Regions from separate parts of the Mus musculus genome. Here all the other regions are linked to region 1. The links are chromatin contacts, called in public ChIA-PET, Hi-C, HiChIP or PLAC-seq and promoter capture Hi-C maps. All regions are on one chromosome and are shown on one strand. The core of a region is the stretch at or near the end of the contact, and the rest is flanking DNA. Distances in the headings are between cores, read along the strand shown. Region 1 holds the start of Dus3l (dihydrouridine synthase 3-like (S. cerevisiae)). Region 2 holds the start of Zfp119a (zinc finger protein 119a). Region 3 holds the start of Zfp119b (zinc finger protein 119b). Region 4 holds the start of Mpnd (MPN domain containing). Region 5 holds the start of Sh3gl1 (SH3-domain GRB2-like 1). Region 6 holds the start of Hdgfl2 (HDGF like 2). Region 7 holds the start of Plin5 (perilipin 5).

Region 1 (3,760 bases), core at 326-2,825:
AGGCCCAGATGCTAGTCTGTGCTCAGGGTTGGAACCGGGCCTGGCGGACAGTAAACCCTCACTAGCTGCTGAGCTCCCCGTAAGGATCCAGCACCATTGTATTCACATCACCATGAATGCTGCACCTCATGGTTAACGGTCTGTACGGTTTCACAGTTATCAACTGCCAGGCTGTCACGCCTCCTGCGGGAAGCCAGCCTGGGTTGCCTTGCACAGAAGAGGACGGAGTTGCTTTGAGGAAGGGATCTTGTTTCTGTCGTTGCCCTTTGCAGCCCTGTTTCTTCCAAGAGCGTGTCCTTATCACAACCCAATTGTAGACGCTACAAAGGAGCCTCAGCCTTAAAATGCATTGTTATTCCCATCTTGCCCAGTAGGGACGGTAGAGAGCAATGGCGCAAACAGGGTGCTATTGTGGTCTAAGGCTAATTAATCGCTTTACCTCTCTGGGCCTGTTTCCCCTTATGTTATACAACCAGCAGAGTCTAGTTCGTGCGTTGCGGGACAGCCTGGGCTACAGGGTGAGACCCCCATCTCCATGAATTAAATAAATTTAAATACTGATTGGTTTGACTTGGCTTTGGTTGAGACATGTAGCTCAGGCTGGCCTCAAACACCAGGACTGCCAGGGCTATACAGAGAAACCCTGTCTCGACCCCCTCCCCCCCCCCCAAAAAAAAAAAAACCAAAACAAAAACAAAACACTACCTCCCGATCCACCCAAGTGCTGTTCTTACATGTTTAAGCACATTTTTATTAAAATAGTAATTGCAGGATCGGAGAAGTGCCTGATGTCAGGCTCAAGGGGCTGAGTTCAATCCCGGGACCGACATGGGGATGCAGGGACCCCCGCCCCCCATTGTCATATGACCTCCACATAAGGGTGACACACAGGAGACCCACACACACACAATAGATGAGTAAATGTCACTTTCAAAGTAACGCTGGCACACACCTTTAATCCCAGCACTTGGGAGGCAGAGGCAGGAGGATTTCTGAGTTTGAGGCTTGCCTGGGCTACATAGTGAGACGCTGTCTCAAAAAAAAAAAAAAAAAGAAAAAAGAAAAGAAAAGGCAGTACAATAAAAATAATTCAAATTGCCACGCGTTTATGGGCCACAGTGGCTCACGAAGGGCACTGTCAAAGGACAGCGTGTCCCCGTGAAGTCATTTGATCCTTCAAAGCTGTTGGTATTTTTTGTTTGTCTTCTGAGACACGGTTTCTCTGAGTAGCTCAGGCTGTTCTGGACCTCACTCTATAGACCAGGCTGGCCTCGAACTCATGATTCACCTGACTCGATCTCCCCAGTGCTGGGATTAAAGGCGTGCGCAACACCGCTCGGGCTGCGGTTTTTTATTATAAAATAACAGACTCGTTTGTAAAAGGGACAGAAGCAGAGTAGGTGAGTGTGAGCTGCACCCACACCCACACCCCCAGATTCACTTCCACGGATCAAGAGTGACCCACGGATGACCGACAAGAACCCCTCCGGGACCCTTGAGCACTTCCGTTTCCTGCGCAGCCTTGGCCCCCCCCCCCCCCGCCCCCACGGTCGTGCGCACGCGCGCCTTAGCAGCATTGCTGTAGTCTGAGCGTGCGCATTTCTTTCTGTAGGCTCCAGAGGACACGAGCGACCCGGAAGACTTTCCTGCCACACTCCAGAGCTGGTGTGAGGGGCATCGATGGCGGAGACGGCAGCGGAGAGCGGTGGTGGCGGTGACTCCGGGGTTGGCGCGTGCGAACGGGGGGTGGCGCCCATTAAAGCTCAGTGAGTCGCTGGCGCCCGTCAGCGAAGCTGATGTGGCCTTCCCGGCGTCCGTGGCGGGTGCGAGTGGTGCATGCTGGGAGGTGTGGCGGCATCCTGGAGAGCGGCATCCCGGAGGCGCCAAAGTCTTTACCTACCTTCTGCTGACACACGAGTGTAACATGTGTTGGTTGTCACAAGCCATGAGGCCGGCTGTGCACATAGGCAGCTTTGGGGAACCAGAAGCAGGGCCCGAGGTGCATGGTGGGGCTTGTAGTCTCCACGAGGGAAAAAAAAATGGCTCGCAGCGAAAGACCTGGGAAGGGTGGTAGCTTGAGTCTCGCTGCCAAGCATGCTGGGGTTTGTAGTTCCTTCGTAGCCTACCAAGGATATTGATATTTGTGTGTCGCAACCCTTAAGGCAATTCAGTTCTCAGAGCAGAGACACAAATGGCTCCTTCAAGTGTAAAACAGGTGTCCCCGTGGCACTGGGTGAAAACTGGCTGGTTCTAAGTAGGGAAAGCTTCCTGCAAGCAGGAGCACGTGAGCTTGGCATTAGCCCCCAAGCCCCTTTCCCTGTGCACATCGAGCCTCTCCCGCTCTGGCAGGTACCGCACAACCAAAGAACGGTTCCACGAATATCTGGATGGAGACAAGCAGGAGGGTGCATGCCAGGAAGTGCCCACAGGAGACCCAGCTGAGCCAGGGGCCAAAAGAATTCGCCTGGAAGATGGGCAGGAAAATGGGAAGACAGAGGTGGCAATTGAATCCCGTGAAAGGCAGGTGCCCAAGAGGGCCCGTGGCCAAAACAAAAGCCGGCCCCATGTGAAGCCAGCACACTACGACAAGGACAGGCTCTGCCCGTCCTTCCTCCAGGTGAGGGGTGGCTCTACAGGCTTGGCTTAAAGTCTGAAGATGCTGTGCTGTGACAAATATATATGACCCTTGACCTACAGGGACTCGACCTAGTAGTGCCTTGCCTTGGCCCCTGGTGCTGCCTTCAAAGTCATTGACCCTCAGCCTATCTACACATCACACTTGAATTTATTTATTTTTGGTTTTTTTGAGACAGGGTTTCTCTGTGTAGCCCTGGCTGACCTGGAACTCACTCTGTAAACTAGGCTGGTCCTGAACTCAGAGAGCACTCCCAAGTTCTGGGATTAAAGATGTGCTCAGCTATTTCAATTTACCTTTTTTTTTTAAAAAGATTTATTTATTTATTTATTTATTTATTTATTTATTTATTTATTATATGTAAGTACACTGTAGCTGTCCTCAGACACTCCAGAAGAGGGAGTCAGATCTCGTTACAGATGGTTGTGAGCCACCATGTGGTTGCTGGGATTTGAACTCCTGACCTTTGAAAGAGCAGTCGGGTGCTCTTACCCACTGAGCCATCTCACCAGCCTCCCTTTTTTTTTTTTTAAAGATTTATTTATTTTATGTATATGAGTCCACTGTAGCTGTCCTCAGACACACCAGAAGAGAGCATCGCACCCGTTACAGATGGTTGTGAGCCACCATGTGGTTGCTGGGAATTGAACTCAGGACCTCTGGAAGAACAGTCAGTGCTCTTAACCTCTGAGCCATCTCTCTAGCCCCCTTAATTTACCTTTTAAAGAGGGTCTTGTATGTCCTGGAGCTGGAGTTTCAGGTGGTTGTGAGCTGGGAAATCAAATCCAGATGGTGTGCAAGAGCAGCTGGGGTTCTTGACCTCGGACCTGTCACTCCAGCTTGACACTGTTCCAGCTTTAGGTGAAACAGGCACACTGGGGACACTCCCCCAGGACTTGCAGATGGAAGAATCAGCACTTGGCCCACCCTGGCCACTCAGTCCTCTCCTGGTCCTTTCATGTCCCTCACAGGAGCCGGCCACCCCATGTGCATTTGGAGACCGTTGCCGCTTCCTGCACGATGTGGGGCGCTACCTGGAGACCAAACCGGCAGACCTGGGCCCCCGCTGCGTGCTCTTCGAAACCTTTGGCCGGTGCCCTTTCAGCATGACCTGTCGCTTTGCTG
Region 2 (3,760 bases), core at 522-3,021, 890 kb before region 1:
TTGTATAAAATGAAACATTTAACTGGGGCTGACTTACAGTTTCAGAGATCCAGTCCATTATCATCATGGCAGAAAGCATGGCAGCCTGCAGGCAGACAGGGCGCTAGAGGAGCTGAGAGTTCTAAACCTTGATCCAATTGCAACCAGGAGACTTTCTTCCACAGGCAGCTAAGAAAAGGCTCTCTACACTGGGTGAAGCTTGAGCTGTAGCAGACCGTAAAGCCTACCCTCTTAGTCACACTCTTCCTCTAACAAGGCCACACCTCTTCCGATGAGGCTCTAACCTCCTAATAGTGCCACTTCCCACGGGCCAAGCATATTCAAACCATCACAGGCTCCTAGTCTAGCAATAATTCAAAATGTAATTATTCTCATTTCAAAGATCTCCATATTATATCACAGTCCCAACACTGTTTAAATGTCTAAAGTTTCGTCGAATACTAAGGGCAATCTCTTGACTTTGACATCATATAAACTCAAAATATACAAATTCTATAAATCAAAATAAACAAAAAGTATAACTTCTCAACATGCATGGGCTCAGAATACACTTTTCCTTTACAAAGAAGGAAAGATTGGACCAAGGCAACCCTGTGGGGCATAAATCAAATCATATAGGCAATGAGAATAAGAGCATTTTTGTGACATCTGAACAGAAAGAGAGAGCAAGATTAGAAGGAGAATACAGAGTGGAACAACTTAGAAACCATAGATAACATAAAAAAAAAAAAAAACAACTATGAGAGCAATGTACAGAATGCAGAGGGAAGAGAAAAAAAAAAGAGCTGCAGAGAGCAGAAGGAGCAGGCAGACTTCTCCTTACTATGGGACAGAACAGGTCTTTTCTAACTAACAAGGAAGGTTTGGTCTTAGTAAATAAAGAGAACAAAGCTTTACTCCTCTACACTAACTCCTCTAGAGGGGTTACAGGCTTCCTTAAAATAACCTTCCCTAACTTGTCTAAGAAGAAATTAAACAATTGGAGGCCTGCAAACTCAGGTTTAAGTGTGTATCTTTTCTCTGATTGCTCGCTATTATCCCTTGTTTCCCTCCCCACCCAGTTCTCTCAGAGAACCGGGAAAACCTGCCTGCACAGTACTTCCTGGGAAAGAATAGAGATCAACAGAACATGAGAGAAAATTTAGAAAGAAAAGAAAAAAAAACACACAACTAAAATAGAGTAAATGTTGATGAAAGAGGCCAGGAAACCCAGTGAGCCTGGCCTTACTAACACACGTTACTGGACGGTCAAGGCATCTACAAGTCTGTGTCGATGGCAAACACTTTGCATCTGCACAGAATTAACTGCGGACGGATCATACATCAGAACCTCAGGTGCCAAGTGCAGAACTTGTAGAAGACACCGGAGAAACTAGGGTTCTCCATGTCAGCACATCTGCCTTCCCTGGACACAGGAAAAGCAGCTGAGGCGCTCACTGCATGGTGACGTCAGCAACAAGGATGTTTTCACTCCAGGACCCGCGCCCCACACTCTGCGCAGGCGCAGCCCGGGATCGAAGTCAGACGTCCGGCTTCCGCTCCGGAGGTGCAGGGACCTCAGGTGAACAAACGCAATCACGCCGGGCGGCGAGTCTGACCGCCGGTTCCCGCACCCCGGGAGGAACCCCACACAGTCTCCCAAGGCTCCTCCCCGCGTGGGGACGGCGGCCCCGCTCACCATGGCGTGGAGACCGAGCTCGCCCCGCTCTCCTCACAGCTCCCGGCAGCGGGTGGCAGACCAGGACACGGAACCACAAGAGCCTCCCTCAGACCCGAGCCCGAACCTTTAGTATTAGGGAACGGAAGTGCTCTCCCCATTCTGGCTAGCGGATCCATGCGGCCGTGATTGGCTAGTAAGGAATGAGTGACAGCTCCCCTAGTCACCGAGGGCTGTGAAGTATCACAGCACAGTGGTTCCCAGTCCTGGTGTCCGCTCAGGCACAGAACTGTCTCAGACGCGGAGAGACAGGCATTGCCATAGAACTTGCGCCTGTTAGCGTACAGGCAGGTCCACAAGCCTACTCTCGGGGACCTAGCAGAGACTTCTGTCATCAGATGCCATCACCTGCCGATGCCATCAGGCGCGCCCGGTCTGTTTCAGGATGAATGTATCCACCCACCAGCCACCGGAGCTCTCTCCCTACTCGGCAGGCCGTCTCTCTGTTCCCGGTGTGCGCTCCTTTCTCTCTCTGCCTGTCATATGCCCACTTCTCTGCCTCTGTCCCTTCGCCAGGACCTCAGTCCCCCAACCCCCACCCCCCAATAAAGCTTTTTTACACCAGATGCATGGCGTAATTTCTCAGGACACACTTCAGCTCGATCTGCCAAAGCTACTTCACCTCACTCCATTATGTTTCCTAACAGCAGGACTGCACAGTCGTCCCTGCTCTGCTGCACTCAGGAGGCTCCTTAATCTAGGCACAAGGTCTCTAGCATACACAGATCACTAAACAACCTCAAGTGGAGTGATCCACCTGCCTCACAGCCAAAAGAGCATCCAGACTATCCAGGTCAAATTTAAACCTCCTGGTTGATATTCACCAGGCATCATCCATTTTTAAAAAGACTCATCTAAATTGCTCACACTTCTTTCAGCTAAACACTGGTAGCCAAAACACTAACACATTCCCAGCCTTTAGTGGTTGCACTGGCTCATTATGCCAGCACTTGGGAAGTGGAGTCAGGACATCAAAAGTTTAAGCCTAGTAATTCCAGGACAGCCAGGGAGGATACACAAAGAAATCCTGTCTCCAAAAAAAAAAAGTTTAAACCAGCTTGGTCTATGAACCCAAACACCAACTATTCTGGCCCCCAAAGGGGAGGTGACCAGGGTGTGATCAAGTGACCATAGGTGTGTGGGTTCATTTCTGGGTCTTCAATTCTGTTCCATTGATCTACCTGCCGGTCTCTATACCAATACCATGCAGTTTTTATCACTATTGCTCTGTAATACAGCTTGAGGTCAGGGATAGTGAATTCCCCCAGAATTTCTTTTATCATTGAGAATAGTTTTCATTATCCTGTTTCGTTTTGTTTTACTTTTTTTGTTATTCCAGATGAATTTGCAAATTGCTCTTTCTAACTGTGTGAAGAATTGAGTTGGAATTTTGATGGGGATTACATTGACTCGGTAGATTGTATGGGGCAAGGTGGCCATTTTTACTATATTAATCCTGCCAATCCATGAGCATGGGAGATCATTCCATCTTCTGAGATCTTCCATTTCTTTCTTCAGGGACTCGAAGTTCTTGTCATACAGATCTTTCATTTGCTTGGTTAGAGTCACACTAAGGTATGTAATAGTACCGTGACTATTGTGAAGGGTGTCATTTCCCTAATTTCTTTCTCAGCCTGTTTATCATTTGAGTACAGGAAGGCTACTGATTTGTTTGAGTTCCTTTTATATCCAGCCACCTTGCTGGAGTTGTTTATCAGCTGTAGGAGTTCTCTGGTAGAATTTTTGGGGTCACTTAAGTGTAATATCATTATCATCTGCAAATAGTGATATTTTGACTTCTTCCTTTCCAACTTGTATCCCTTTCATCTCCTTTTGTTGTCTAATTCTCTGGCTAGGACTCCGAGTACTTTATTGAATAGGTAAGGAGAGAGCGGGCAGCCTTGTCTAGTCCCTGATTTTAGTGGGATTGCTTCAAGTTTCTCTCCATTTAGTTTGATGTTGGCTATTGGTTTGCTGTGTATTGCTTTTATTATGTTTAGGTATGGGCCTTGAATTCCTGATCTTTCCAAGACTTTTATCATG
Region 3 (3,760 bases), core at 456-2,955, 820 kb before region 1:
AATAACATGAGGCAAAGCAATACTTTGAGTCTGAGGACTGAGAAGGTAAAATAGGTAGATGACAAAGCGTGCCTTCCACAATACAATCTATATGGTAAGACAAGGATGGAATCAACTGTCTCTGCTTGAGGCCATGGACATCTATCTTCTATTCCATAACTGTGGGGAGGTCTACCTGCCTAGACCATGACATAGGTACCATCTCCTTCTATGTTTATGCCAACCTCGTAAAAGGGTATTTCTAAGGAAAAGGCTGTAGCACTTTACATTTAACCTTTGAGAAGATGGAAGATGGCCTCACCTTAGCAGGAAATGACCTAACCTTGAGTAGAAAGCAACTGTGTAGTATGCTGCCATCTTGGCTAGTATGCTAAAATATCACAATGCAGAATTTGAGCTATAAATTCAACAAATGCCCAATAAAAAGTGTCACCATTTTTGATACCAAAGGAAACTGATGAAAATAAGTAACCAAGAATGAAAAAAATAATCAACACACAAAACTGGACATATACTAAACACAGCGATAACCTGACATCAAAACCTCAAACAGCTGCAATAAAGAAAGAAAATATAAACAGCAAGAAAAAAAAATAAGCAGACAGATAGACAAAAGATAGAAAATATTTCTTCCAAATAGGGAAGAGACAACTCCTTTGGCTGGGATACAGGTTTTCTTAATATAACCTTCCTTACCTTGTCTAAGTAGAGATTAAACAATTGGAGGCCTGCAAACTCAGGGGTTTTTTGTTATGTTTTTTCTGTTTGTTGTTGTTCTTTTGTTTGGTTTGGTTTTGGCTTTTTCAAGACAGGGATTCTCTGTGTAGCCCTGGCTGTCCTGGACCTCACTCTGTAGACCAGGCTGGCCTCGAACTCAGAAATCCACCTGCCTCTGCCTCCCAAGTGCTGGGATTAAAGGCGTGCGCCACCACTGCCTGACCAAACTCAGATCTAAGTATGTATCTTTTCTCTGTATTATCCCTTGTTTCCCTCCCCACCCAGTTCTCTCAGGGAACCGGAAAAACCTGCCTGCACAGTACTTCCTGGGAAAGAATAGAGATCAACAGAACATGAGAACAAACTTAGACAGAAAAAAAAAAAAATACACAAGTAAAATAGAGTAAATGTTGATGAAAGAGACCAGGAAACCCAGTGAGCCTGGCCTTACTAACACACGTTACTGGACGGTCAAGGCATCTACAAGTCTGTGTCGATGGCAAACACTTTGCATCTGCACAGAGCTAACTGCGGACGGATCCTACTCCTGAACATCAAGTGCCAAGTGCAGAACTTGTAGAAGACACCGGAGAAACTAGGGTTCTCCATGTCAGCATATCTGCCTTCCCTGGACACAGGAAAAGCAGCTGAGGCGCTCACTGCATGGTGACGTCAGCAACAAGGATGTTTTCACTCCAGGACCCGCGCCCCACACTCTGCGCAGGCGCAGCCCGGGATCGAAGTCAGACGTCGCGCTTCCGCTCCGGAGGTGCAGGGACCTCAGGTGAACAAACGCAATCACGCCGGGCGGCGAGTCTGACCGCCGGTTCCCGCACCCCGGGAGGAACCCAACACAGTCTCCCGCGGCTCCTCCCCGCGTGGGGACGGCGGCCCCGCTCACCATGGCGTGGAGACCGAGCTCGCCCCGCTCTCCTCACAGCTCCCGGCAGCGGGTGGCAGACCAGGACACAGAACCACAAGAGCCTCCCTCAGACCCGAGCCCGAACCTTTAGTATTAGGGAACGGAAGTGCTCTCCCCATTCTGGCTAGCGGATCCATGCGGCCGTGATTGGCTAGTGAGGAATGAGTGACAGCTCCCCTAGACACCGAGGGCTGTGAAGTGTCACAGCACAGTGGTTCCCAGTCCTGGTCTCCGCTCAGGCACAGAACTGTCCCAGACGCGGAGAGACAGGGACATATCGCCACAGAACTTGCGCCTGTTAGCGTACAGGCAGGTCCACAAACCTACTCTCGGGGACCTAGCAGAGACTTCTGTCATCAGATGCCATCATTTGCTGATGCCACCAGGCGCGCCCGGTCTGTTTCAGGATGAATGTATCCACCTAAGCCACCGGAGCTCTCTCCCTACTCAGCAGGCCGTCTCTCTGTTCCCCGTGTGCGCTTCTTTCTCTCTCTGTCTGTCATGTCCACTTCTCTGCCTCTGTCCCTTCCCCAGGACCTCAGTCCCCCAACCCCCACCCCCAATAAAGTTTTTTTACACCAGATGCATGGCGTAATTTCTCAGGACACACTTCGGCTCGATCTGCCAAAGCTACTTCACCTTACTATATAATGTTTCCTAACAGCAGGACTGCAGTCGTCCCTGCTCTGCTGCACCCAGGAGGCTATTTAATCTAGGCACAAGGTCTCTAGCATACACAGATCACTAAACAACCTCAAGTGGAGTGATCCACCTGCCTCACAGCCAAAAGGGCACCCAGACTATCCAGGTCAAATTTAAACCTCCTGGTTGATATTCACCGGGCATCAACCATTTTTTAAAAAGACTCATCTAAATTGCTCACACTTCTCTCAGTTAAACACTGGTAGCCAAAACACACATTCCCAGCCTTTAGTGGTTGCACTGGCTCATCATGCCAGCACTTGGGAAATGGAGTCAGGACATCAAAAGTTTAAGCCTAGTATAAAGAGTAGTTCCAGGACAGCCAGGGAGGGATACACAAAGCAATCCTGTCTCACAAAAAAAAAAAAAGTTTAAACCAGCTTGGTCTATGAACCCAAACACCAACTATTCTGGCCCCCAAAGGGGAGGTGACCAGGGTGAGAACCTGGGAGGAGAAGACAAAAATAGAAAGTTTGGGGTCACTATGTCTTGCATAACATGATGGCTCATGTTAAGCAAGTTTTTTCAGATGATATACAGCTCTGATACACTATAGGTGGAGAATGAGACAGTCAGCAGAAAGATAATTTAGCAATGTTGGCTAGAAGGACACAGGATAGATACCTCATAGTGAGCACACACTGGCCATGAGACTGATACCCATGAGACTGATAACTGAAGACCGTGGTTCCTTTGACTCCTTCAAGATGCTTGCCCAAGCACCAGACCAGACCTTCCCAAGTCTGCTCTTGGAGAGGTCACAAAAGCAATGATCCCTTGGTGCTTTCATCGGGGCATCTGAGAAAGCCTTGGATAGGCCTAGCTCCCCAAAGACCCACCTCCAACCTAAACAAAAACACATATGAAAATAGGAACCCAAGAATCAATTCATGGACAGCTAGTGCTGAGAAAGAAAGAGTAGGAGAGATTGGAGATGACAGCTACATGATAGGGAATAATAAACTACTAATGGCACCAAAAGTTGATTTTTTTTAAAACCATAATTGAAACACCTTTAGCTAAACTACCTTTTGAAAAAAGGCCGACACAAATTGCTAATTTCTCACATGCATTTAGAGTCAAGAGTGGTGGTCTGTTCTTGGAATCCCACCACATGGAATGGTGAGTCCGAAGCATCACAAGTTTAAGGCCTGGTATGACTACAGGCTGTGTTTACAAAATACTTGGTTAACTTAGCCAGACCCTTCCTCAAAATAACTTTTCTATTATGCTCAGTGGATTCTGGCCACACATGGGAGGGGCTCTAGAATGAGTGCCCGGGTTTTTTTGTTGTTGGTTTGTTTGTTTGTTTGTTTGTTTGTTTGTTTTTAATGAAAGTAGAGCTACTACAACCAACATACTGAAATAGGTGGATCAGAAGGGAATACTGTGAGAGGAACCAGGTAGTTTGCTCAGTAA
Region 4 (3,760 bases), core at 782-3,281, 760 kb before region 1:
TAGGACAAGGCTCTAAGGTCAATTCCAGTACAATTGATCAGTGTGTAATTGTAAATTTGGCCAGGCGTGGTAGTACATTTGGGTTTTCCCAGAACTTGGGAGGAAGAGACCGGAGCAGCCGTAGTTACATAGTAACTTGAGTCTAGTGCGGTCTGCCTGAGATGCTATTTTGGGGATGGGGGGGTGGGGGGTGGCGGAGGTTCAAGACAGGATTTCTCTGAATTGCCCTGGCTGTCCTGGAACTCACTCTGTAGACCAGGCTGGCGTTGAATTTAGAAATCCACCGGCTTCTGCCTCCCAAGTGCTAGGATCACAGGCCACCACTGCCCTGCGAGATGCTATTTTCAAAAGGCAAAGGCAGAACAGATTGTGAACTCATTTTCTTCAGTTCCCAGCTAGGGCACCTGGACTTTACACAGGTAAAAGGGTGGAGATGGGGACCCAGATAGTGGCTGTGAGTGGCACAACCTTCCTTTATCTTCAACCAATGTTATCTTTAGGTTTCTGTACATTGTCAAGCCACAGTAGTTGCTTCAAAGTGTCAAAGGCCACAGGGGAGCTAGGTGTGGGGATGCAAGCCTATGACGTAAGCAGGAGGGGGCTGAGCAGGAGGATCACTGCAAGTGGAAGGAAGGAAAAGAAAAATTAGCCGGGAGCCAAGGACTGTTGTAGCGCAAGGATAGGATGTGGCAGTAGTTACATCATAGAAAAGTCCCTTTTGGATCGAGGTGGAAGATAAACAGGATGAAAACGTCCAGTGAGCAGAACTTGGAGCCTCTCTCAAGGCTTTGCCTGTTTACAAGATGGTTAGACCTGCATATTGTGCCGGGACTTGGAAGCGGTAAACTATGGAGCCCAAAGTCTGGTGGCCTGGGCTAAGGGAAGAGTGGTTCTCGGACTGGTGAGATGGCTCAGTGGGTAAGAGCACCCGACTGTTCTTCCGAAGGTCAGGAGTTCAAATCCCAGCAACCACATGGTGGCTCACAACCATCCATAACGAGATCTGACTCCCTCTTCTGGAGTGTCTGAGGACAGCTACAGTGTACTTACATATAATAAATAAATAAACAAATCTTAAAAAAAAAAAAGAATGATTCTCATTACTCAGACCTTTCCAGAGCATCCTGCCTCTTTCCCCAGTTTGAGGCCACCCGGATTTTCAGACCTCCCTGGGTTGGGGTAATCTGTGATGAAGGACAAATCAGGATGAGAACAAAGGCCCAGGGCCTTGGGCGCCTAGTAACACCGCCCCTTCCCGCTCGCTGATTACACGTGAACGCCGATTGGCTGAGTGGGAACCATCCCTTGTCGCTGATTGGATGCTGGAGGCACCTGGTGATTGGCTGATGAGAACTGCCATTGGGCTGAGTTAACCCTAGAAAGGCTAAAGCTGGCCAGGCTCAGACCTTTCGATCCAGCTATAACGCGCAGCTGCTTTCCTAAAGCGGCTCTACATTTCTTACAAACCTGTTTCTTCCCTGCTCCCAACCATCAAGGGCTCTGCCTTTAGCTAGCGCACTAGCCTCACTAGCAGCTTCCTTCATCGCTGCTGTAGGCTGAGGGAATCATGAGCTCCAGGATGCAGCCCCACTAAGGGAGTATAGTCCCCCTGAGAGCAGGGGATGGGGGGCGGCGTCCTGAGTCTGTTTTTCCCTCTAGTTCACCATCTGCTTCAGTTTCCCTTGTGTCCCAAGGTCTTCCCTCATTTCTTTAACTGCGCGTGGGCAGGCCCAAGACCTAAGGTTTCCATCTCTTTCCTGAAAGCTGAGCCACTCCTGCTCAGGGATCAAAGTTGCAACCTAGTAGCTGGTGGCCTCGAGTATGGTATCTCTAGTCCCTGAATGAGAAGGTCCTGGGCCTGTTTCCTTCTCCAGGTCTCCCCCAACCTCCAGCTTTAGTTTCGCCAAATTGCACCGGATCGCTCCAACTCCAGTGCAAGCACAACCCAACCGCTCCGTATCCCCTCCGCCCCCGGCGGGCCAAACCTCCCCACCCATTTTCAGTAACCAATAGACTGCTGTGTCCCCGCGCGGGGAGGAGCCCGTTCACTCGGAGGAGGCTGTGCCGGGACACAGCGTCCATGGCAGGTAGGATGGTCCGCGCAGGCGGGGACGGGGCAGCGGGACGCGACCTCTGCAGCCAGTTGCTATTTCGCTGCAGCTCCCGAGTCTCTGTCTCCCGGGGCCACGGCCGAGGAGGCGCCGGAGGAGGATGAGGACGACGCGGAGGCCGAGGACCCCGAGCGCGGGACGGGTAGCGGAGGGCGCAGCGGCAGCCTCGGTGGCAGCGGAGGCGGCACGGCAGGGCCTGGGATGGCCCTAGGGGGCGCGCTCACGAGGCGCGCGGTCACGCTTCGGGTGCTGCTCAAAGACGAGCTGCTGGAGCCCGGTGAGGGGGTGCTATCCATCTACTACCTGGTGAGCGACCCCCGGAGACCGTTCATGTCCTCCACTGCTAGCGTATAAAGAGAAACTGAAGCCCAGAGGAACCGTGTTAATCACAATGCCACATAGCTATAACCACTGCCATCTGGGTGTGTCCGCGGGCAACCAATCTGTGTGATTGCGGCTTCCCCATCTGTAAAATGAGGCCTTCCTTCCCAGGCTCTCTATGAAGATGATGGCTTCAAAACTGTGTACTGTTATTTAAAATGATCGCCCAAAAAACTCTTTGTGATACCAAGAATGGAAGGGAGCTTTACCCCTGACTATGCCCCCAGCCCCCTCACTGCGGGATTCTAAGCAGGGGGTCAATTCCTGACCTTGCACCCAACCAACCCCTCACTTGGGAATTTTAGGCAGGAGTTCTACCTCTGAGAACAGTCTTATTAAGTATTCCAAGCAGGTTCTGAAGTTGTGTGCTTCCTGCCTCAGCTTCCCCAGTAGTTGGGCTGACAGGCCTGGGCCGTTATGCCTGCTCTGGCTGCCATTACTTAATTTTAAAGTTGTGCATCTGGGTGTGGAGTGCCAGGAGTACTGGTGTGAAAGATGGAGTTCCTGTGACAGTACCTCTTGGGAGCCTTAGAAGAACAAGGACGCCAAGCCTCAGGGAGAAAGGAGTTAGGAATCACTAGGACTGAAGTGTTTCAGCCCCCTCTGTCGCTGCAGGGCAGGAAGTTTACTGGGGACCTGCAGCTGGATGGCAGGATCGTGTGGCAGGAAACTGGACAAGTCTTCAACTCACCCAGCGCCTGGGCCACACACTGCAAGAAGCTCGTCAACCCAGCCAAGAAATCTGGCTGTGGCTGGGCCTCTGTCAAGTACAAGGGCCAGAAGCTGGACAAATACAAGGCCGCCTGGCTTCGCCGGCACCAGCTACATATGCCTGTAGCTACGGCCGATGAGGTAGGAAGTACGTGCCTTCCACCTTGCGCTGTGGGGATGAGGTTGCAAAGGCCGTGGGGCAAGATAGAGTCTGATGTGATTCAGCAAGACGGCCTGAATTCTGAAGCACGGGAAGGAGGAAGGCAGGGAGGGGCAAGCAAGGCCAGGAGGGCCTCCTGGGCTGCCCGGAGGACTTGGGCTTTGATCCTGAAGGAGGTGGGGGTCATGAATACTATTGGCAGAGGGAACTGCTGCAGGGAGACTGTCAGGGGAGAGACAGGGCTCCGAGACAGTCAGTCTCACCCGAAGTAGTACAGCCAGGAGAAGACAGGCTGAATCCCAAGCGTGGGGAGAATCCGCACCTCGGACACCTCTGCTCACCGTCGCCCTCTGGCGGTTGGTCCAGGCAATGGCACCTCGGGCTCAAGCCTGGGCTC
Region 5 (3,760 bases), core at 705-3,204, 730 kb before region 1:
GAGAAGGGGAGCCAGCTGCTCCAACACTGGTGGGGTCTGGCCTCTGAGCTGAGTGAGACAAGCACTGGATTGGATGCACAGGCAGAAGACAGCCTCCTCCAGCCACACTAGCATCAACCCTGGTGACCTCTAGGGTATCAGACATAGCAGCCAAGCTGGCTCCACAGGCTTCACTTGGAACTCACTTGGCTTTTGATCCTCCTGCCTCAGCGGCCAGAGGGCCTGGGGTTACAGGCCTGCCAGGCTTTCCAGCAGTGTCCCATGTAAAATGCATGTCAAGCTGAGGTCATGGCTCAGGGTAGAGCTGTTGCCAGTGTGGTTGAGGTCCTGGGCTCCAACCCCAGCAAACATCCATCAAACGAGAGAGAAAGAGAGAGCGCACTCGCGAGCACAATCGATCTAGCAACCTGGAGGAAAAGGCAGAAGAAAAGAAACTCAAAACAGACAGGAGAAAACTCAGTCACGAACTTCTGGCCACTGAGGTTTGGTGACAAACATCTGTAACTCAGCACCGGGAGGCAGAGGCGGGAGGATAATGACTATGAGGCCACTCTGGCCTGACTGAGACAGAGATGAGACAACAAGGGTTTTCTCAAGCAGAAACCTGACAGAGCTGAGGGAACAGGCTCACTTGAGCCCAGGAGTTCAAGGCAAATATAAAACCTTCAACACACAAAGGTATCCTGTCATCCCAGCGCCTGAGAGGCAGGAAGATGGAAAATTCTGGGCCAGCCTGGACTACGAGCAAAACTTGGCCTCAAAAAACCCCCCAAAAGTTCCAGAGGGACATTACACTATAGGATGTCTGAAAGGAGCGCCTGCCTGCCTGGGGTAGGGTTCTCAATGTTTATACAACGGAGGCCAGGATGCCCACCCTACAGAACTCCTGAATGTCAACACAACCAGAAAGGAGAATTTCAGTTCAGAGTCATGATCGGATCGATTAAACACTAAACCCAAACCACCAAGTACCTATAGGAATCTATAGTATGGTACAGCCAACAAAAACGTATCTTTCAAAGAAGCATACATATGTTTTAGAAATAGGGACACAAACCTGACACATTTTGTAAACTGCAGAAGCCTGGAAAATTACTTTTCACTGTCTCTTTTCAACTTGCCACAGTGTCTACCAAGAGATTTTTCTTTCATTTTTGAGACAGGGTCTCCTTATGTTACGTAACCCTGGCTGGCCTCAAACTCAGAGATCTGCTTACCTGACTGCCTCAAGTGTGCAGGGATTAATGATGTATAACACCCAGTGAGCGAGAATGTTTGTTTTTGGTTTTTTAGGTTTTTTTTTTTTCAATCCGTCTTACAGACACCGGAGAGGGAAAAGAAGAATGGGACACTGATTATTTTTTAAGCCCTGTGTGGACTTGGTTTTTTTGGATATCAACCTAGACAAACATTTTCTGTGGCCTGAGGCTATGTGGTGAGAGTCTCGGAAGCATAGCCTGGAGACTTTGGGGGGGGGGGGGCTTGCCTTCCATGCTGCGATCCCAGGAATCGAACTTACGTTGTAAAGCCTGGCGGCAAGCCCCTCTCAATGAAGCCCTTTCGCCGGCCCTCCAGAGCTTTCTGAAAGCCGCCTAGACGCGCACACCCGGTGTCCCTCTTCAAAGCACGGGGACCCGGTCTCCCCTTCCCCGCTAGCCCAAGGGAAGCCAGCTCGGCTCGTCTGCGGTCCCCAAAGGCAGGCCCGAGACCAGATCGCCTGGCCTCGCCTCACCTGGCTCGCCTTGTAGAACTGCTTCTTCAGCCCCGCCACCGACATGCCGCCTGCCGCCGTCAGGCCTCCCGCTCGAACTCCGGTTTCCGCCGGCGCCGCCGAACCGACTTCTTTCCTCCGCGCGCAGGTCGGCGCCGCCACCGCCAAATCAGCTTGCCAGCTCTGCGCCCCCGCCCCGAAGCCACCTCGGCCGGCTAGCGCGCACGCGCGGCCGGGATATTACATGGCAACCGCACACTTCCGGTGACGCCCCCATATCGCCTCACCCCACCCTACAACGGCATCTGCGCGCGCTCCGCCTCTCTGCGCGTGCGCGCCCCCTGGAGGACAGAAAGAGCATTGCCGGGGGAGGAACGGCGGAAACCCTCCCACACCAACGAGATGAGGGGGCGCCTAGAGAGGCCAGAAATCTGTGTACGTGCGCGTGTACGCATGATGCAGCTCCCTCTAGAGTCCAGGAGTAGATATAAAGCCAAAAGTCAGTTTTAATTAATTAATATTTTATTTGTGCGTGGAGAAAGCGGAGCGGAATTTGCCAGCGAGAGTGTAATAAAGACAAAGCGAGGTAAAATGGAATATCTTAGGGGCTAGAGGAACGGTTGGTTCTCCAGGTAAAAGTGCTTGCTGCCCTGGCTGACATCGGGAGTTCAGTTCCTCGCATCCACATCAGGCTGCTTGCTCATAGCTAGCTGTCTGTAACTCCAGCTCCGGGTCACAGCCCTTTCCTGGCCTCCTTCAACTGCTCTCAAGTACACCGGGTCACATATATACCCATAACTTAAAAATTAATATGAGGTATGCCAGTGGTGATGCATGTACGCCTTTAATCCCGGCAGAGGCCCAAATGCTAACACGCCACCAGCCTTCTCTCTGGGGTCCTTCCTTCAGTGTCTCCCTTCTAATAAATCGCTGAGGATACAACTAGAAAAGAGAGTCCTTTATTTCCTTCTTCATAACTTTATTTCAGAGCAGATATTGCATAACCCAGGCTAAGCCTCAAACTTACTGTATAACCAAGGATGACCTTGAACTCCTGTCCAAGCTCCTCCACGTCCCAAGTGCTAAATCACAGGTGTGCACCAATGAGCCCCACTAGAAACATATTTTCAAAATAGTTCGCTCAGACTGTAGCTATCTCCTATTTCGAGTTCCATTGGTTCATTCCTGTCATGTACCAGCTATAGGACATCATTGCTTTTTTGCGCATTAGCCCTGCAGTGAGCTTCCTCTCATCATTAAGACAGAAAGAGGACTCTAATTGAATGATATCTGTGATGGCTTGTATATGCTCAGACCAGGGAGTGGCACTATTAGAAGTTGTGCCCCTGCTGGAGTAGGTGTGTCACTGTGGGTGTGAGCTTTAAGACCCTCATCCTAGCTGCCTGGAAGCCAGTATTCTGCTAGCAGCCCTCAGATGAAGATGTAGAACTCTCAGCTCCACCTTCACCATGTCTGCCTGGATATTGCTATGTTCCCGCCTGGATGATAATGAACTGAATCTCTGAACCTGTAAGCCAGTCCCAATTAAACATTGTTTTTTTTTTTTTAGATTTATTTTATTATTATATCTAAGTACACTGTAGCTGTCTTCAGACACACCAGAAGAGGGCATCAGATCTTATTAAGGATGGTTGTGAGCTACCATGTGGTTGCTGGGATTTGAACTCATGACCTTTGGAAGAGCAATCAGTGCTCTTACCCGCTGAGCCATCTCTCCAGCCCCCTAAACGTTGTTCTTATAAGAGTTGCCTTGGTCATGATGTCTGTTCACATTAGTAAAACCCTAACTAAGACAATATCTCTTCAATGAAGTCTCCCCAGGTTGACATATGTACCTTAACCCTTCTATCAACTGTTACAAATTTCAAAAACTATATAGAATATGCCAGGTGTGGCAATGCACACACCTTTAACCCAAGCCCCTGAGAAGCAGAGCAGATGGGTCTCCGAGTTTGCGGCCAGTCTGGACTACATAACCAGTTACAGACCAGGCAAGCATGACCTGGAGATTAATAATGAATGGAGGTA
Region 6 (3,760 bases), core at 931-3,430, 690 kb before region 1:
AAAAAAAACCCACAAGAATACAAACAGTTCTTTATGTGTGAGTCCACATAAAGTGGAAGCTCCAGGAACCCCAAGGACCAGACACAGTCCAAGATACGGAAGTCACGTGCTGGTGAGACGGCTCAGTGGGGTAGGAGCACTTGACTGCTCTCCCGAAGGTCCTGAATTCAAATCCCAGCAACCACATGGTGGCTCACAACCACCCGTAATGAGATCTGATGCCCTCTTCTGGCATGTTTGAACACAGCTACAGTGTACTTATGTATAATAATAAATCTTTAAAAAAAAACTTTAAAAAGATAGGGAAGTCACTAACCCTTCCTGGCCCCATTGGACATGGTTCATTATGGACCCTATTTTACAGCTAGGGAAATTGAGACACTTGGTATCCAATGTATTTTTTACTCAGCATGGAATAGTTTGTGACATTAAGTACAGTAGGTAATCAACACTGTCAATAAGAGAAATAAGCATCATGGGAATGGGGCTTAGAGAAAAGCTCATCTTCTCTAGCATGCAAAACACCCAGATTCCATCCCCACCACCACATAAGCCTTTGGGAAATAAAGTCAGGAGATCAAAAGTTCAAATTTAGCCTTGGGTACATAGCTATTCAGAAAGTAGTCTGGGCTAAGACCCAGTCATAAAAATAAACAACTACTAAGATCAGTATACATTTAAGTAAAGTAAATATGGCTAGTGAAATGGCTCATCGAGTGAATTACTTTCCCCGTAAGCCTCAGGTGAAAAAAAAATGAGTGGTGGGCTCCACAAAGCTGTCCTCTGATTTCTACACACGCTGTAGCATGTGCGTGCATGCCCACACATAGCACGCAGATTTGTTTTGTTTTGTTTTGTTTTTGTTTTTCGAGGCAGGGTTTCTCTGTATAGCCTTGGCTGTCCTGGAACTCACTCTGTAGACCGGGCTGGCTTCGAACTCAGAAATCTGCCTGCCTCTGCCTCCCAAGTGCTGGGATTAAAGGCGTGAGCCACCACTGCCCGGCAGCACACAGATTTTTAAGGCAGGGCACGGTGGCACACATGTTTGATCCAGAGCTGGGGAGACAGAGGCAAGAGTACATCTGTGAGTTCGAAGCCAGTCTGGTCTATATAAGGAGTTGTCCCCACCCCCCACTCACCAGTGAGGACAGCAGAGTGAGACCCTGTCTCCAAATAAAATTAAGAATAATTAAAATGGCTGGGCAGTGATGGCGCACGCCTTTAATCCCAGCACTTGGGAGGCAGAGGCAGGCGGATTTCTGAGGTCCAGGCCAGCCTGGTCCACAGAGTGAGTTCCAGGACAGCCAGGGCTACACAGAGAAACCCTGTCTCAAAAAAACAACAACAAAAAGAATAATTAAAATGCAAAATGTCAAAGTATAAAGGTGCTGTAAGTATAAAGTGAAAATATGTAATGTATTATAGACAACAAAAAAAGAAAAAAATTTTAAATAATGAAAGTAAACAAGTGAGCTCTGTCCCGCCCCCTTCTCAGCCCTGACCTTTCTTGATCACCGCCCCTTCCTCTGCCAACTCCTGGCGGGAGTTTGCTGAGTTCTGTGGAACTTGTCTTCATGTCCAGCCATTGGTCGAGCTATAGCCAATGGGCTTCATAGTTGCACTGATGCCCTTTTGGAAGGCTGTCGTTAATCCGTCTTCTACGCTGATTGGTTGTTTATATTTCGTCTGGCCGAGTCCAAAGGCCTGTTCAGTACTGTTATGTATGTTCCGGCCTCGCTAGGCCCCGCCCCATCACTGCTTGTCATTAGTTTCAGTCTTCCTTTCACCCACAGGCCACTGCCTCATGCAGCTCTTAAGCCACGCCCCTGTCAAGCCCCTGTCCGTTTTGCGTCTAATTCGTCTAATGCCCTTCACCCCGCCCCACATCCTGACTGCGAGCCACGCCCCTGAGCGATCCCCAACCTAAGCCCCGCCCATCATTCCTCTCTAGGCTCCACCCAGTAGCCGCTTAAACCTTTCGTCTTTTACCTCCGACACCCTCCGCCCCACCCACTGGCTCCTAGTCCACGCCCTTGGCTTCTGCTCCGTTATCCAATCCCGTTAACTAGCTCTGATCCAACCCCTCCCTTTATTGGCCCGCGCGCGTCTCTGTGGTCATGAGCGACGGCGACGGCGGCCCCTAGCCAAGGGAGGGCGGGACTTCCGGTCGTGCTGAACCCAATAAGTAGACGCCGGCCGGCGGCCCGTGCGGACGCCTCCGCCCCTCAGGCGTCCGACTCCCGCCTCTGACTTCGCCTCTCACCGCCGTTGCTGCTTCCCGCGGCCTGGGCCTCCGCCGACAGCATGCCGCACGCCTTCAAGCCCGGGGACTTGGTGTTTGCCAAGATGAAGGGCTACCCGCACTGGCCGGCCCGGGTGAGGCCGCGCGTGGAGTGGACGGGCCCGGCGGAGTTGGCGGCCCCGAGCAGAGGGGCCGCGGGCGGGCGGGCGGGCGGGCGCGCGCGGGGAGGCTGGAATGGAGGCTGAGGAGAGGTTGGGGCTGCTGGCTCAGGTGACTGCACTGTGGTTTTCTGGAGTTGAGGAATCTCCTTCCTCCGGGACCACAGTGCCTGGGGTCTGGTGCGTCTTCGGGGAGGTCCCTGGTCTGAGGGACTTGTGTTCCGCTGTTCCGGATCCTGGCTCTGACCCGTGGTCCTTTGGAATTGAGGTGTGGCAATGTTTTGGTCTGAGTAACCTGCATGGTGAGGTCCTGAGTCTCAGAGACCCACAGTCCTGCAGAGAACGGCCGTGGTGCTAGCCTTGACCTCCTCCGGAACCTGTGTCACTTGGTTTGGTGTCCAGGGCCTGAGAGACCAATGTACCAGAGGTCAGAAATGCGTTTAGGGGATCCCAGGGTCGTGGAGCCTGAGGGATGTAGTGGGGCTCAAAGGGTACATGGGCACGTTGGGATTGGAGTGGAAGGGTCAAATGATGGGAAGAGTCTCTTCCAGAGAGGCTGCGCGTGATGGATGGGGGAGCGGGATACAGCGGAAGGAAAGGGACCTTATCTCTATGACCTAAATGAGGGCAAGGGTTGGAAGAAAGCTTTTCTGGGGACCTGGAGTCCGGCCCTTAAAGGGATTCAGTGGGCTGTATGTAGCTTACCTGAGAACAGGCAGCTTCAAGCTGGAGGTAGGAGGCTTTGAGGTTTCCTGTTTGAGAAAGCTGGAGTCAAGCAGTGTAGATTTTTAGAGCCTGGGTGCGCAGGTGGTAGAATTCTGGCCCTGGCAAAAATTGGCACATACACGGAGACCCAAAGGCTTCTGCTGCCCCCAGGACTTGGGACAGAGATCACTCCAGGGCTGAAGTTAGCTGCATCCATGTGTCAGGACTGAAGGAATTTTTGTTGTGCAGATGGTGGCTAGCGTTGCAAGTCCTGGTGCACATGTTCAGTTGCATAGAAACAGAGTTTTGTTGCCTCTAGGTCTTAGTACAGAGGCTAGATTGGCTGTGTCTGCATGGGGGTGGGAATGGAAGACCATACGGCAGGGAGTTACCATGGGGATGCCAAAGAGCAAGCTCAACAGGAACCAGCCCAGGAGGTAACTCCTAGAGGTCAGGACCAGAGGGCCCCATAAGTTCCTGAGGTGTGGGACCGTTGGGAGAAGCAGCCTGGCAGGGCTCGGCAGGGCAGGTTTGAGGATGCTTCTGCATCTGGTATCCTGCATCCAGCCACCAGGGACCAGAGTTTGAGGAGCAGGCTAGGGAGGATCCAGCCATCCCCCGGCGTTGATGAGGTGGGTGGCTAAACACTGGGAAA
Region 7 (3,760 bases), core at 390-2,889, 650 kb before region 1:
CAGGTGTGAAGCTTTCTGACAGGAGGGACATGGCAGAGAAGGTGAGACCACAGGGGATCTGTGGCATTCTAGCAATTGAGCCCAGTTTCTCCCATCCTCTGCTGGGTCTCTCAGTTCAACCGGACTCAGAGTCTTGGGAACAACAGAAAAGTTGGGAGCCCACAGGGAACTACTTCTTCAGTCACACAGTCAGTCAAGGGTTTCTTGTCAAGTCAGGTGGGAGCTCTGAACCAGTGACCTGACCTTAGGAGACAAGGATGACCCCGAAGGTTGGAAAGGGCAGGGGGGTGGACAGAATTAGGGACCTAGAGAGGACCCAAGAAGGGATTTGGACTCACTACGTGTGGAGTCGATCCCAGCACAGCATAAACCGTGTGGTGGTGCATCATCCCAGCACTCAGAAGGCTGAGGCAGGAGGATTGCTGAGCATTTCAGGCCAATCTGGGCTACAGAGCAAAACCCTAACTCAGAAATTTTTTAAAAAGAGAGGTGTGGGGAAGCATTTGTGAATGGGCCTGGGAGGGACACCTGGTTCTGAAGATAGCAGAGACTGACTACAGACCAAGGTGGTAGGGACTATGGTAGGGACTTAGACTCACACTGGGGCTGCAGGTGCTCCAGCAGTGGCTGTGCGTGGTCCAGGGCACAGGTAGTCACACTACACACACAGTGCTCAGCAAGGCGGCAGGCGGAGCCCAGCAGCGGGTGCCTGTCCTTGGCCGAGTTGTAAGCACTGGACACGGCAGTGCACGTGGCCTTGACCAGGGGCAAAGCCACCACTCGATTCACCACATTCTGCAGAGAACAGTTACATCAGGGCACAGCCATACCCCGATTCCCTTCATTGTGCTAGGCTGGGGGACACAAAGCAGGTCGCCTACCAAAGGCTGCAGCATGCAGCACACACACAGCAACAGGGCAACTTCTGGACCTACAGATGAGGCCAGGGCGGGAAGGGGGGCTGTTTGGGTGACCTGCACACAGGTCTGGAGAAAGACCTGACTGCTTGGGGCCTTAGTTTCCCCACAGGTGTAATTGTACCCTAAGTTTGATGCTATCACTGTAGTGACTACAATAGGTGACACCTGGAGCTATGAGAAGGGACTGGACCTTGGTCGGGCAGGGACCCAGCCACGAACCCCCCAGCCCCCTGCTGTCGTCCTTCTTTACCTGCTGGTCCAGTTCTCCCAGGCTGGATCCAGGGTCCTGAGCTGTCTGATCACCGGACATTCTGGGGGGAGGGGGGGGTAAGACACAGAAAGAGAGGGAAACCCTGAGAGTCAGCCCTGTGGAGTATTCTGGGGTCCATCAGCAAGGCATGTACAAGGCCCAACACACAGAAGGTATACAATGAAAAATCTATGACTTTGTGGGAGGACAGGCGTGGGCCCTGGTGGGACGAGGATGAGTTCAAATGTCATTACCTGCTGTGTGGCGCTAGGGTGGTGTCTTCACCTCTCTGGTCCATTTCCAGTAGGGACAGACCCGCACACCAGCCCCCGTTGCAGAGGTGGGGGCAGCGGTCAGAGAATCAGATCCCTTTGACGGGCAGGAAAGTTGAGGCAAAGATTGCACGTGGAGCTCCGAGGTCACCCTCAGCTGTCCACGGTGACAGGGACGCTGACCTCAGGGCTCATGCCCTATGTATCCCCACCATGGCCGTCCCACTGTCCTCTGCGCCTGGGCCCCGCCCAACTGGGTCCTGGGCCCGGGCCCACTGGGCCAAGGGTCCTGCCACCTGCTGTGCCTGTGGCTCCTCGCATTCACCCCCGCCACTTCCACCCTGCCGAGTTTGGGTCAGGGCCATCCCTACCCCACCCTCTACCCTCGCCTGCGCCCTCACCTGGGTGCAGAGCTCAGATCCCGCGTGTATCCGCCCCCCGGCGCTCCCACCTGAGTCAGCCCTCCGTCCTTATAGCAGGTCTGGGTGGGGCCTCCGCACGCGAGCCAATGAGGCGCCGCCGGGGGTGGATCTGGAGCTTCCCCGCCCCCCACAGGCGCCATGGTTGCCATAGCGGCTCAGGGACGCTGAATCCTGGTCCAGTCACCATGGCTGACCTCAGACTAGGACTGAGGACTTTCTTTTTGTTGTTGTTGTTTGTTTGTTTGATTGGTTGGTTGGTTGGTTGGTTGGTTTTTGGTTGGTTGGTTGGTTGGTTTTTTCGAGACAGGGTTTCTCTGTATCGCTCTGGCTGTCCTGGAACTCACTCTGTAGACCGAACAGGCTGGCCTCGAACTCAGAAATCCGCCCGGCGACTGAGGACTTTTCTTCTTCTTTCTCCTTCTCCTTCTCCTTCTCCTTCTCCTTCTCCTTCTCCTTCTCCTCTTTTTTCTCCTCCTCCTTTTTTCTCCTCCTCCTCCTCCTTCTTCTTTTGTTGTTTTTTTTTTGTTTTGTTTTGTTTTGTTTTTTGTGACAGGTTTTCTCTGGCTATCCTGGAACTCATTTTGTAGATCAGGTTGGCCTCGAACTCAGAAATCCACCTTGCCTCTGCCTCCCAAGTGCTGGGATTAAAGGCATGAGCCACCACGCCCGGCGACTTTCTCATTCTTCAGTCTTTTCCGTTTGTTTTGTTTGATTCAGACTCTCTCTCTGTAGTCAAGACTTGACCAGAACTCACTATATAGCCCAGGATAGCCTCAAAGTAACCACATAGCCAAGGATGACCTTGAACGCACCACCCAGTGGCTAAGACAACAGATGTGCCACACCACACATGTTTATGTGGTGCTGGGCGTGAACCCAGATCTGTGGGTGCTCGGCTGACTGCCTTCTGAGGCCCACTTCCTTTGTTATTATTATTATTACGTCTATGTGTCCTGGTGTTTTGTTGATATGTTCCATCTGTCATGATCCACAGATGCCTGATCCCCACAGAGGCCAGTAAAGTTGACAGACCCCCTGTGACTGGAGTAACATGTGACCTTGAGCTATCATGTGGATGCTGGGACTGGAACTCCAGCCTGAGCTGTTAAGCCATGGGTGGTCTCTCTGGCCTCCATCTTATTTTTAATCTGCTGTTTAATCCTGAGAGCTGTTAAGCCTGTCAGTTCTGACCCCATTTTACAGATCAGCAAACTGAGACCCAAGTTTTAACCCACTCTCCCCAGCTCCCTCTGCAGGACTGGGGTGAGAAGCCTAGTTTTGCCCAGTCATATGCTTGTCACCCAGAGCCACAAGGTGGAGACAGGAGAATCATGAGCTCAAATCACCCTAGGCTTATAGCAAATTTGAGGCCAGCCTGGGCAATATGAAACCGGGCCTTTAAAAAAAAAATCCACACCCCTGCCTCTCAATGGGCAGAGTCCCTCTGTCTAGGGGGTGAAAAAAACTAAAGCTGGGTTGTGATGCAGGACTTTAATCCCAGCACTCAGGAGGTAGAGGCAGGAGGACCTCTGACTTTGAGACCAGCCAGCTTACAGAGCAAGTTCCAGGAGAGTCAGGGCTATACAGTGGGAAGGATCTGGAGAGCAGTCACTGTCAGTAAAGTGCTTATCACTTATCATGTAAGCCGGAAGACCTCAATTTGACACATTTGTCATGTGTGACACTGGCTCATGTGTGTGACCTCAGCTCTGGGAGGCAGAGGCAGAGAAAGAGGCAGAAAGATCCCGAGGCTCTCAGCTGGCCAGTCAGAGATTTTTTATTTATTTATTTTCCCGAGACAGGGTTTCTCTGTGTAGCCCTGGCTGTCCTGCAACTCACTCTGTAGACCAGGCTGGCCTCGAACTCAGAAATCCACCTGCCTCTGCCTCCCAAGTG

Evidence for each region. Promoter capture Hi-C pulls out the DNA fragments that hold promoters and counts their contacts. A called contact is a pair of places that touch in the nucleus more often than the background predicts. ChIA-PET counts read pairs in DNA pulled down with a chosen protein or histone mark. HiChIP or PLAC-seq counts read pairs in DNA pulled down with a chosen protein or histone mark. Capture Hi-C pulls out chosen DNA fragments and counts their contacts.
Region 2: a promoter capture Hi-C map of pre-B cells shows a contact between it and region 1, with 4 times the contacts expected there. The contact joins the promoter of Zfp119a here to the promoter of Dus3l in region 1. A contact is called at or near these places in 5 of 39 promoter capture datasets (the C10 cell line, hippocampal neurons, liver and 1 more) and 1 of 9 other capture datasets (adipose tissue).
Region 3: a promoter capture Hi-C map of liver shows a contact between it and region 1, with 3 times the contacts expected there. The contact joins the promoter of Zfp119b here to the promoter of Dus3l in region 1. A contact is called at or near these places in 2 of 115 datasets of contacts at active chromatin or transcription factors (bone marrow-derived macrophages and pancreatic cancer cells) and 2 of 9 other capture datasets (adipose tissue and liver).
Region 4: an RNA polymerase II ChIA-PET map of memory CD8 T cells shows a contact between it and region 1, with 6 read pairs. The contact joins the promoter of Mpnd here to the promoter of Dus3l in region 1. A contact is called at or near these places in 1 of 484 Hi-C or Micro-C datasets (regulatory T cells) and 3 of 115 datasets of contacts at active chromatin or transcription factors (large pre-B cells, memory CD8 T cells and pancreatic cancer cells).
Region 5: a contact with region 1 is called in a Hi-C map of B cells, with 13 read pairs. The contact joins the promoter of Sh3gl1 here to the promoter of Dus3l in region 1. A contact is called at or near these places in 5 of 39 promoter capture datasets (cranial neural crest, hippocampal neurons, liver and 1 more), 5 of 484 Hi-C or Micro-C datasets (B cells, CD4 T cells, double positive thymocytes and 2 more) and 7 of 115 datasets of contacts at active chromatin or transcription factors (astrocytes, bone marrow-derived macrophages, cardiomyocytes and 4 more).
Region 6: a contact with region 1 is called in a promoter capture Hi-C map of liver, with 4 times the contacts expected there. The contact joins the promoter of Hdgfl2 here to the promoter of Dus3l in region 1. A contact is called at or near these places in 9 of 39 promoter capture datasets (the 3T3-L1 cell line, the C10 cell line, cranial neural crest and 5 more), 8 of 484 Hi-C or Micro-C datasets (B cells, CD4 T cells, muscle stem cells and 4 more), 7 of 115 datasets of contacts at active chromatin or transcription factors (T-cell acute lymphoblastic leukemia, astrocytes, bone marrow-derived macrophages and 4 more) and 2 of 9 other capture datasets (adipose tissue and liver).
Region 7: an HNF4G HiChIP or PLAC-seq map of pancreatic cancer cells shows a contact between it and region 1. The contact joins the promoter of Plin5 here to the promoter of Dus3l in region 1. A contact is called at or near these places in 4 of 39 promoter capture datasets (cranial neural crest, embryonic stem cells, hippocampal neurons and 1 more), 3 of 115 datasets of contacts at active chromatin or transcription factors (bone marrow-derived macrophages, kidney and pancreatic cancer cells) and 3 of 9 other capture datasets (adipose tissue, macrophages and pancreatic islet).

Annotation. Positions count from the first base shown.
Region 1 is chr17:56,763,176-56,766,935 of GRCm38.p6, forward strand. It overlaps Dus3l (dihydrouridine synthase 3-like (S. cerevisiae)), which reads left to right and starts at 1,576. Exons shown (of 13, transcript NM_144858.2): 1 at 1,576-1,766; 2 at 2,350-2,617; 3 at 3,607-3,760. The coding sequence starts at 1,681.
Region 2 is chr17:55,877,182-55,880,941 of GRCm38.p6, forward strand. Zfp119a (zinc finger protein 119a) reads right to left here and starts at 1,772. Exons shown (of 4, transcript NM_144546.6): 1 at 1,679-1,772. The coding sequence starts at 1,681.
Region 3 is chr17:55,943,554-55,947,313 of GRCm38.p6, forward strand. It overlaps Zfp119b (zinc finger protein 119b), which reads right to left and starts at 1,706. Exons shown (of 4, transcript NM_146249.4): 1 at 1,619-1,706. The coding sequence starts at 1,621.
Region 4 is chr17:56,007,170-56,010,929 of GRCm38.p6, forward strand. Mpnd (MPN domain containing) reads left to right here and starts at 2,032. Exons shown (of 13, transcript NM_026530.5): 1 at 2,032-2,087; 2 at 2,161-2,417; 3 at 3,108-3,344. The coding sequence starts at 2,081. Stap2 (signal transducing adaptor family member 2) reads right to left here and starts at 967. Exons shown (of 14, transcript NM_145934.3): 1 at 248-967.
Region 5 is chr17:56,034,683-56,038,442 of GRCm38.p6, forward strand. It overlaps Sh3gl1 (SH3-domain GRB2-like 1), which reads right to left and starts at 1,955. Exons shown (of 10, transcript NM_013664.3): 1 at 1,733-1,955. The coding sequence starts at 1,777.
Region 6 is chr17:56,077,451-56,081,210 of GRCm38.p6, forward strand. Hdgfl2 (HDGF like 2) reads left to right here and starts at 2,181. Exons shown (of 16, transcript NM_008233.4): 1 at 2,181-2,376. The coding sequence starts at 2,305. It also overlaps a transcript of Ubxn6 not described here.
Region 7 is chr17:56,115,659-56,119,418 of GRCm38.p6, forward strand. Plin5 (perilipin 5) reads right to left here and starts at 1,640. Exons shown (of 8, transcript NM_001077348.1): 1 at 1,425-1,640; 2 at 1,171-1,231; 3 at 600-795. The coding sequence starts at 1,468.